Regions from separate parts of the Mus musculus genome. Here region 2 is linked to region 1. The links are chromatin contacts, called in public Hi-C maps. All regions are on one chromosome and are shown on one strand. Each heading gives the region's core, a stretch centred on a gene start, on an enhancer-like site or on the middle of the called end of the contact. The rest is flanking DNA. Distances are from core to core; before and after follow the strand shown.

Region 1 (4,811 bases), core at 1,215-3,714:
CATCAGAGTATTTATTTTCACATACTAGAATCAAACACTCTACCTGGGCTCCCTAAATTTCCTTAATTTTTATGAGGATACTTTGGTGTGTGAACACCTCAACTGCTTGATGTGTCATGGGGAGACACATGGAGGATCTCGATCACTGTTTTGTTCCATCAACTTTACCAAAGAGCCAGGTCACTCAAACCCATCAGTATGCAAATTCCCTCTCTTATACTCACCTCTGCTTTGCTGTCATTGCAAAATGTAAAATCGGTTGTCATTTTCTTCCTGTAAACAATAGAATTTCATTTAAAGATTTTATTTTTTATACACACATGCATTTCTGTGTGTGTGTGTGTGTGTGTGTGTGTGTGTTTGTAAATGCCCCTGGAGGCCAGAACAGCATGCTGGATTCCCTGGAGCTAGATTAACATGTAGTTGTGAGTTACTCAAATGGATGCTGGGAATGGAACTTAGGCCCTATACAATAGCAGCAAGAGCTCTAGCACTTAACAACTGAGCCAATTTCTCCATTCCCAAGCAATTTAATATTTTTTAAAGTCTTATTTTACTTACTTCTCCTGTTCCCATTCCAGACACCACTACTCTCCCACCAAGACTGTCCTTTCCAGTCCCCCACAAAAAGTGTTTGACTTGATTTCTTTTTTTTTAATTTCTTTTATTTTTTAAAATTAGGTATTTTCTTCTTTTACATTTCCAATAGTCCCCCATATTCTCCCTACCAACTCCCCTACCCACCCACTCCCACTTCTTGGCCCTGGCGTTCCCCTGTACTGGGGCATATAAAGTTTGCAAGTCCAATGGGCCTCTCTTTCCAATGATGGCCGACTAGGCCATCTTCTGCTACATATGCAGCTAGAGACACGAGCTCTGGGGACTACTGGTTAGTTCATATTGTTGTTCCACCTATAGGGTTGCAGACCCCTTTAGCTCCTTGGGTACTTTCTCTAGCTCCTCCATTGGGGGCCCTGTGATCCATCCAATTGCTGACTGTGAGCATCCACTTCTGTGTTTGCTAGGCCCCGGTATAGCCTCACAAGAGACAGCTATATCAGGGTTCTTTCTTAAACAAGGTCAAAGCAATGCTTTATAGTCACACCTTCCTTCACCACAAACTTTCCAAATGTCTTATCACTGTATTAGAGACACATGCTTCTTTCCAAGGCTCCTGGGCTGCTGGGGTTAAGAAACAGGAACAACACCACATAGTGAAATCAGAAATCAAACAGTACATATTCTCTTTTATTTTGCTTTATCTAGGTACATTCAAGTGGTGCTAATGCAAAACATTTTGGACATTTTAAATAATTCATAGATAAGGGCTATAGATGTGTCTCAGCCATTAAGAGCAATGGCTGCTTTTCTAGAGGACATATGTTCAGTTTCTAGAACCCATACATTGGTTCACAATCTATAACTCCATTTCCTGGTGTCTTGAAGACCTCCCTCTTCTGGCCATTGCGGGCATTGTATACACATGCTGCATAGATATATACGCAGTCAAATGCACAAAAAGTAAATAAAATCTCCAAGAAAGAAAGAATTCATAGATAGATGCATATGTGGATGATTAGACAAAGGATTGTGGTTCACAAAGTTTATTTGACTTAAGGACAATGTTGTGTTTGAATGAGGACTGTTCCCATAGTCTTGGGCTTTCACTTGATCCCCAGTTAGTGGTGCTGTTTGGAGATATTTAGAAGATATAGACTTCTTAGAGGAAGTATGTCAGTGGAGGTAGGCTTAGAGAATTTAAAGTCTCTCATCATTTCTAGTTCACTCTCTACTGTGAGCTTACATTTAAGTATTATGATCAGGCTTGCTACACGTCACCATGCTTTTGCGCTGCCATTATGGACTCTTCTCCCTCCGGACACTTTCTCCTCCTTATGATGTCTTTGCTCTTCGTGTTTCATCACAGCAAGCAGAAGTAACTAATACAAACATTGTGGCTAAGCAGCCCTGATCCAAAAGCAGTGAGATCATTAACAGAGGTATACACTGGTGCTTCAGGTTACCTGGCAGGAATAGTCAACATCAGAAAACAACACTGGCTGAAGAGTGAGATTAGAAAACTTCCAAACTTGAGACCATCTCTTCTAGGAAATAGATGCATGGCAGCTGGGAAGTGTGCAATGTTCCCAGCCGAGCAACACTGGGGACTTCTTCCTGACTGCATGCATCTGCTTGCTGGTACCTGCCTTGAGAAGTTCAAGGTGCACTGAGCTTTTCAGTTAGAAGTGTTTGCATAAGAGGTTGGCTTGATATCAGAGAGTGGGTAGTGTCTTTAAAGAAAAAGAAGAGTAAACTCGTAGTGGGTGTGGCTTGGAGGTCCTAACAAATACCTTGGGAGCTCTTTGGAGAGGGGGAGCTTTATGTAATTATGCTAATTGGTCTAGAGGTGGGTCCACAGCAAAGAGGCTCTCTATTTGAGCTGCAGACACCTCCCTGTCTCCTAGAGTTCCTGTCCTTCCTTCTACCATGTGGCTCCATGCTCTGGTCTGGGCTTCTCTTGCTCTTTGCCCAATATGGGGTAAGTTCTTCTGGATTACAAACATTGGGTTGTACATTTGGAAACCTGTCCTTGATGAAGTGGGTGAAATGTATACAGAGCAAGCACAAAACAGTTCACTGACCCTTGTACGGGCTTAGATGGGCGACATTTATACCTCCAAACAGATTACTTTTTAGTTGGCCCTCTCTTTAATGTTGGGAGGAAAAGAGACCTTAGAAGTTCAAGTGACTATCAATGATGCAAGCCTAAAAGTCACTAAACCAACCATGAATCCAGGTTTGACCATCATCTCTGATGTTTCCTCATGTTTTCTCCAATATCAGGACACTCACCCTCATCACCGGTAGTGGACACCACCCAAGGCAAAATCCTGGGAAAGTACACCAGCTTAGAAGGATTTGAACACCCTGTGGCAGTTTTCCTGGGAGTCCCCTTTGCCAAGCCCCCTCTTGGATCCCTGAGGTTTGCTCCACCAGAGCCTGCAGAGCCCTGGAGCTTTGTGAAGAATGCCACCTCCTATCCTCCTATGTAAGTTACAAGGGTGGGGATTGTTTCAGTGGACATGTGTTATGGTAAGTATGTAAAGTGAATTGGGGCTTTCTACCATGCCTTGGATCATTTAGCTCCCAGATAAAAGACATAAAACTTTTATATTTATAGTAAGACTTTAAACCACTATAAATGGGTAGATATCTAATCTCTAAGCTATTTTGTCTACTTCCCTATCAATAACCATGAGATATAATTTGCCATATTCCACCTGGGCTGCTCTTATACCAATTGGCCAGCCCTTATGGCCACATTTTCATGATTCTCCTACCCAATGGTGTCTTATCCTCTCTTTACCTTCACTCCTTCCTCTGGTGGTCCTGCCTCAAACCCCAAGGCCAAGAGCTGAAACTTTTTCTACCTCTCCTCTTCCCAGTTATAGGCTGTAGGCAGCTCTATTGACTAATCAAGGATAAATTGGTGTATATGAGAGTTTCCCCTTCCCTGAGTTAACCAGAACCAGTACTTAGCATTATAACAGCAGATCAAAAGGGGGTATATGAGATAGGTATACCTATCTCACGGTGATCCAAGATGGAGACAAGGCAATCCTCTGACTAGCTATATTAACAGCAATTATTGGCATTCCTGAGAGCATCATGAGTCCTTAAATATGGTCTAGATACTAAGAACTTTCGTAGTTTTCCAAACCCTTTATTTAGCACAAATGTACTGAGTACCTGTGGTGAACCAGTACTGTTCTGGGTTTTTAGGAAACATGAAGGGAAGCAAGTTGCTAAATCTTTTATCCTATTGGCTGGAAAGAGAATATAAGAAGTCTGTAGATTAGTACATCAATCATGCAATATACTAGAACATCCTAAATGCTTTGGAAAACAGTAATTGATCAGGTGAGGGAGATGAGAAGTAAGATGCTATATCATTGTGATTTGAACTTTAGTGTTGCTTAGGAGTGCGGTGGGTGTGGACTTGTGGGTGAGTAGAATAGAAAAGATGACAGCAATTACTCAGCCCAGATCTACCTAGCTACTTATTCACAAGCAATTACCAAGGTTGTATCACATCACTCCTGGCAACTGAGTGAACAAGCCCAAGAATTCCAGATGGCCTCATGGCCACCTCAGAGAACCTCAAAAACATACAAATGTCAGATCAGAGAGCATTTGTGTCCTCCTCAAGGTTCCTCTGGGAGTTTCCAGGATTCTATACTTGGCTATCTTCTCACCATTTCATGCCTTTTGTCTACAACTAATAAGTGCTAAGTGCTATGTACTTCATTTACATTTTGCTTGCAAAGTCAGACACTTACTATCACAAAAAGTTAAACACACACACACACACTCACACACACACAGACATACACACTTACATGGAAGTGAAATAGAGTTAAAATCATGTACAATTCGACAGCTCAGAGAGAACTGCTATTAACAATTGAGATCATGCTTTCAAGACATTTTTCTCTGTAAACCCTCCATTAAACAGAGATGAAAAATAGAGAGTGTATCGGTGGCAGCCTGGCACATTCATATGCATCAGCATCCTTTCATGCCATATTGAAAATATATTTTATATTATAATATAATATTAATTGTATATAATGATTAATATAATAAATAATATGATGAATATAAGACTATATATACATATATGTACATTTACATATACATATACTGTTAATATTTATTAACTGTGCATAATTGGGTCCTAAAGTATTATTTATTTACACAGTCTTCTATTTGGGTTGATTAAAGTAGTTTGGTTTCCTTGGCTATAAACA
Region 2 (4,793 bases), core at 183-2,682, 200 kb before region 1:
GCCTATTAGCTTCATGACTGGCTTCTTTTATTTTTCATAATTTCAAGTTATGGCAGCACCTGCTCTTACAAACAATATTCAGTGAGGGACACAGGTGACCAATTTATTTATTGTTCAGTTCATGAACATTTATTTGGGCTGTTTCTGCCCCTTAAAATATTAGAAATAAATGCTCTTTGTACAGATAGTTTTTTACTGCTCATGGTTTTAATTATTGTAGGTATGTTAGTAGGACTGGAACTCTCTGCCTAGCTATCAGAGAAACTAAGTCTTTAAACTAAGTGATAATCTATAACTTGTGTTTTCCTCTCCTGAGCTGATCCTCTCTATTTCCTGATCACACAGTGATGCCCACAGCTACTTTGAGTGGAGCTATGGCATTTGCTTAGCCAGCTGTACCAGACTGTATTCAACCAAAGCACTGTCCTAAGGCATTTGATGGTCCTAGGAAGGGGATCTCAGCAGCTTCCTTCAATAGCACCTTGTGAAAGACCCTCTCCCAAGTGCATGCTTATACCGTAGCCCCATGGTTTGCAGCTTGGACACATATGCCAGACTCTTCCTGACCTCACATCTGTTCTGGTTAATATTCAAAGTATTCCTGGATCAATGGGCAGGTAGGTGGTAAAAGCCAAGGATTTTGAAATGGAGTTGAATTATTATAAGAAAGATCTATACCTAAAGTTCTGCCCTGAACTGAGTGAGTTCCCAAACTTGGTTGCATGTGGCCCAAGATAGGGCCACTTGGCAAGATGACTATACAAATAATCTAAACTTCTCCAAGGAGGGTAGTTGAAGCTTAACGTTGTTACCAAACACAAGAGTCCAAAATGCTAGAAAAGGGAGGCAGAGACATGTGCCCTGATCTCCCTGGTGAACAGCTGTGGAGCTGTGAATTTCTCTAAAAAATTTCAGCCTGTTATAAGAATCCCCCCACCTCACTAAAGCTTTTCACTGCCTGGAGGTATTTGCTTGACTTTGAGATCTCCTGGCACTCTGAAGCGAGAGTGTTACAAGGAAAAATATTTATGAAAGAAGTGGGAGGGAGTGGGTAGGGGAGCAGGGTGGGGGGAGAGTATAGGGGACTTTTGGAATAGCATTTGAAATGTAAATGAAGAAAATATCTAATAAAAAGTTTTTTTTTTTAAAAGAAGCTGTTGATCTGTCATCTGAGAGTTTCATACTAATTGTTTATATATAAGACAGCTAATGCTGGGTGCATGAGTGTTCAGATAAAGCAGGGTAAACTTGGAAGAGCTGTGGCTAAGGAAGAGAAAGAGGTGTTTGTGTGTGTGTGTGTGTGTGTGTGTGTGTGTGTGTGTGTGTGTGTGTAGTTCTGTATTGTGTAATTGGGCTCTGTGGGCAGGACTCCTGGGAGGTTCCCAGGATGTGGGCAGGACCTTACACACCCCTTCCTTGTGGATCAGAGTTAGAAGGTCCATTGACTTGGGAGCCTGTCCATGCAAGATGTTCCTTAGCACTCTGTTCCTGGTGTCTCTAGCAACCTGTGTGATTTGCGGTGAGTACTTTTGAAATACAAATTTGTGGGGGACACAAAGAGTAGCAGGGTTGTGCATAGAGCACAGACAAGACAGATTTAGTTCTGCAGGAGAACTCACTCTCCAGACTTGGATTTGCCTCTAAGTGGCCTACACCATGGTGCAGGACACTCTGAGATCAAGAGACACTAAAATCCCTGAGTCCCTGCAGCACACTTAGGTACAGAGGACGAAGAGCCAACTCCAGCACAAGAGGAATCAAGACAGGTTGGTTCCCTTACTTCACTGGACTATAGAGGATTAGTTGGTTTCATTTCTAAAGCTTTTTAGGTACACTTGCAATAGGATGCCCCTTCATGCCTTTACATGTAGTGGGTCCTCCATTATTAATACATAATACATAAATATAGGATGTACTAATAGAAAATACACAGTATGGTCAAGCTAGCACATCAGGACCAAATAGTCATTGAAAAACCACTTTGTTGTTCATTTTCCCCAAGAAGAAAGTCATAGTACTAAGGTAGGGGGGACAGGACGTGCCAGGTCAGTGAGGAGGCTCAGGCTGGGGAGCCTGTAGCAAATGCCTCTTTTGTTAGCATTTCAAGGAACTTTAGGGAACAGTGCACATCTCAAGTGTCTGGTACCAGGTTCAGGGTAATGAGGGCAGATGGACAGGCAGACAGTAGTCCATGCTATCATAAAGGAGATGTTTAGTTAGGGTCATGCCTCTGAAATTGATAGACTCTGAGAGAGACAGTTCCCAAGAGTCATGATAGCCTCCTAAACATCAGATACATGAGTTAAATTCATGGTAAATATGTGGTTATAGCATTGATTTCAATGTATATCTGTGCCATTAATAGGTGGCCTGTAAAAACTGGTATGTTCTTCCAAGTTTATCTGGCAAATCATGTCCAGGGCTGTCTCTAGCACTTAAATACAGAGCCAGTACTCAGCAATCAATCCCTTAAATGCCTCACCCTGTGTGGACAGGTGACGTTGAGAGAGGCCTGGAACTGAAGGACCCAGATTTGAAGCAGAACATGCCTTTGCTGCTGGTTACCCTGGCAACGGCATACTCTCCATTTTTAGGAACTCCACACAGGATTGATTCTTCCAAGTTAAATAGACACACCAATAGTTACCTAGAAAGACGATATTGTTATGAATTCAAGAAACTGGGATGTACCTCTGGTATACAGTAGGCATTACATGTGTGTGCAATGTTGTAAGTCATAGCTTCTGTTGGCAATGTTCTCACCCTACCCCCACCCCTTGCATGCAAGCACATTTTGCTCTAGGTAATCCTGTTGAAAGTTCATAGTTAATTCAGCCATGCCTAGTCACCTATAATCAGACTTTGCCCTCTTTCATCTCGGAAGTATTTTTTTATCCCTCCTCCTCCTGGTCATCCTCCTCCCCCTCCTCCCCCTCCTCCTGCTCCTCTTCCTCCTCTTCCTCCTCTTCCTCCTCCTCCCTCTCCTCCTCCTCTTAAGGCTTCCATGGTTCATGCCTTCTCCTGCCAGAACTCTTGGTGGGTGTTCTCACTCAGCTATAGCTGTGCCTCTCTGTGATCTTGGCTCTCTCTCTTATGTTACACTCTTATAGTGGATGGAGTCTCTCTCTCTCTCTCTCTCTCTCTCTCTCTCTCTCTCTCTCTCTCTCTCTCTCTCTCTCTCTCGCACGCGCGCTCTCCATACCCTCAGCTCAATTGGACAGAGCCATCTGCCCCTTTCTGATCTTTCAACTGGAGATGATCATGTGCAATGCTGTTTTTGTTTGTCTTACTATGCAGCTCAGGTTATACTTTTTTTTTTTTTCATTTGATATATAGCCCAAGCTTTTCTAGAAACTAAGGTGGTTTCTCCCTGCCTCAGTCTTCCAAGCAGTGGGGTCATAAGTATACCCCAAGAGTCCTAGTTCATTTATCAGGCTATCTCAGGTCCTTTCCCTTGCGCTCATCCCACACAGAGCTGCTATTGCAGATTCACCTGGAGCCTTCTTTCCCTCCTTAGCACCACCATATCAGGGCATGGAGCAAGTCCCTATTCCTCATAAGTAACTCCATATCTTTTTAAGCAGTTTCCTCCTGATTGTAAATGGGACCCAAGCACAGGCAACATCTCTTGAATTCACAAAGGAAAAAATATTATCAACACTCCATGTTTCAATCTATGGATCACCTCATATCCAGGTTTCCCAGTGGTGTGTTTAAAAATAAGAAGCTAAGCATATAATAATAATTAACAGCCACGACATAAAGACACAATCTGGGGACTGACTTCTAGTAACACCAGACATGGCCTCAAGCTTGAAATCAGGAATTTCCCAAAGAGTTCCCAGCTTCTCTACAAAGCTCATCTCAGACTTAGGGAGAGGTCTCAATCTGATCATTTAATGATCTTAAAGTAAAATACACATCGTTAATCAAATGCCATTATGTCAAAACATCCTAAGTTGAGGAGCAATTGTACCTGTGATTCCCGAAAAGTTCCCTTTTTTTATTTACAATATCCAGCATCAGAAATAAAAACAACCAAATGTTCATATTGTAGAACTGGTTACTGAGCTCATGTCTCACAGATAACTCTTTTGTAAGCTTGATCCCCATAAAGATTCTCTAGTGCCAAGGCTATTTTTGAAAGAAAAGTCTGGATTTTCTGACCAACCTTATTATTGTTGCTATATAAAAATGTATACAATACTAATCATATTTGTTACTCTTCCAGGCTCCTCCCAGCTCTTTTCCACCTTCCTACCCACCCTATGTCATGTTCTCTCTCTCTCTCTCTCTCTCTCTCTCTCTCTCTCTCTCTCTCTCTCTCTCTCTCTCTCTCTCTAATTAATTGAGGGAAGAACTGACATACTTTCTGCATCTAAAGGGGAGCAGTTAGGATTAGCAGATAGAAATCACATGTTTAAAGCGATGCTCTGACAAGAAGGCTATTAACCAAACAAGGGTATGCCAGTATCTGGTTGTGATGAAATGTGTGGGCATCCTCCTGATGCTTAGGGTGCTTCTTTCTGGTCCCACAGAAGGTGGAGAAATAGATAAGGAAGCTGTGGGGGAATTAGAGAAGATTGTCTGCTGTTCAAGAATGGAGCCAAAGGTCAGATTGCTATCACTCCATTTCTTCTTCCCCTTGGAGGATCCCACACAGAGAGTCCAGAGTATTTTAGTTCATTGTGTTCTCAATATGAGAACGTATTGTTATGTATTTGCTCACCATGTAAAATCTAATCATTTAGCTAGGCATTCAGTGCCCTCCCAGACACATATTGAACCCTAAG

Evidence for each region. Hi-C and Micro-C count contacts between places; a contact is called where the count stands out from the background.
Region 2: a contact with region 1 is called in a Hi-C map of liver, with 1.9 times the contacts expected there. The contact joins the promoter of Ces1f here to the promoter of Ces1b in region 1. A contact is called at or near these places in 1 of 39 promoter capture datasets (liver) and 1 of 484 Hi-C or Micro-C datasets (liver).

The regions. Positions count from the first base shown.
Region 1 is chr8:93,077,593-93,082,403 of GRCm38.p6, reverse strand. It overlaps Ces1b (carboxylesterase 1B), which reads left to right and starts at 2,464. Exons shown (of 13, transcript NM_001381922.1): 1 at 2,464-2,539; 2 at 2,845-3,049. The coding sequence starts at 2,488.
Region 2 is chr8:93,276,375-93,281,167 of GRCm38.p6, reverse strand. Ces1f (carboxylesterase 1F) reads left to right here and starts at 1,432. Exons shown (of 14, transcript NM_144930.2): 1 at 1,432-1,519. The coding sequence starts at 1,468.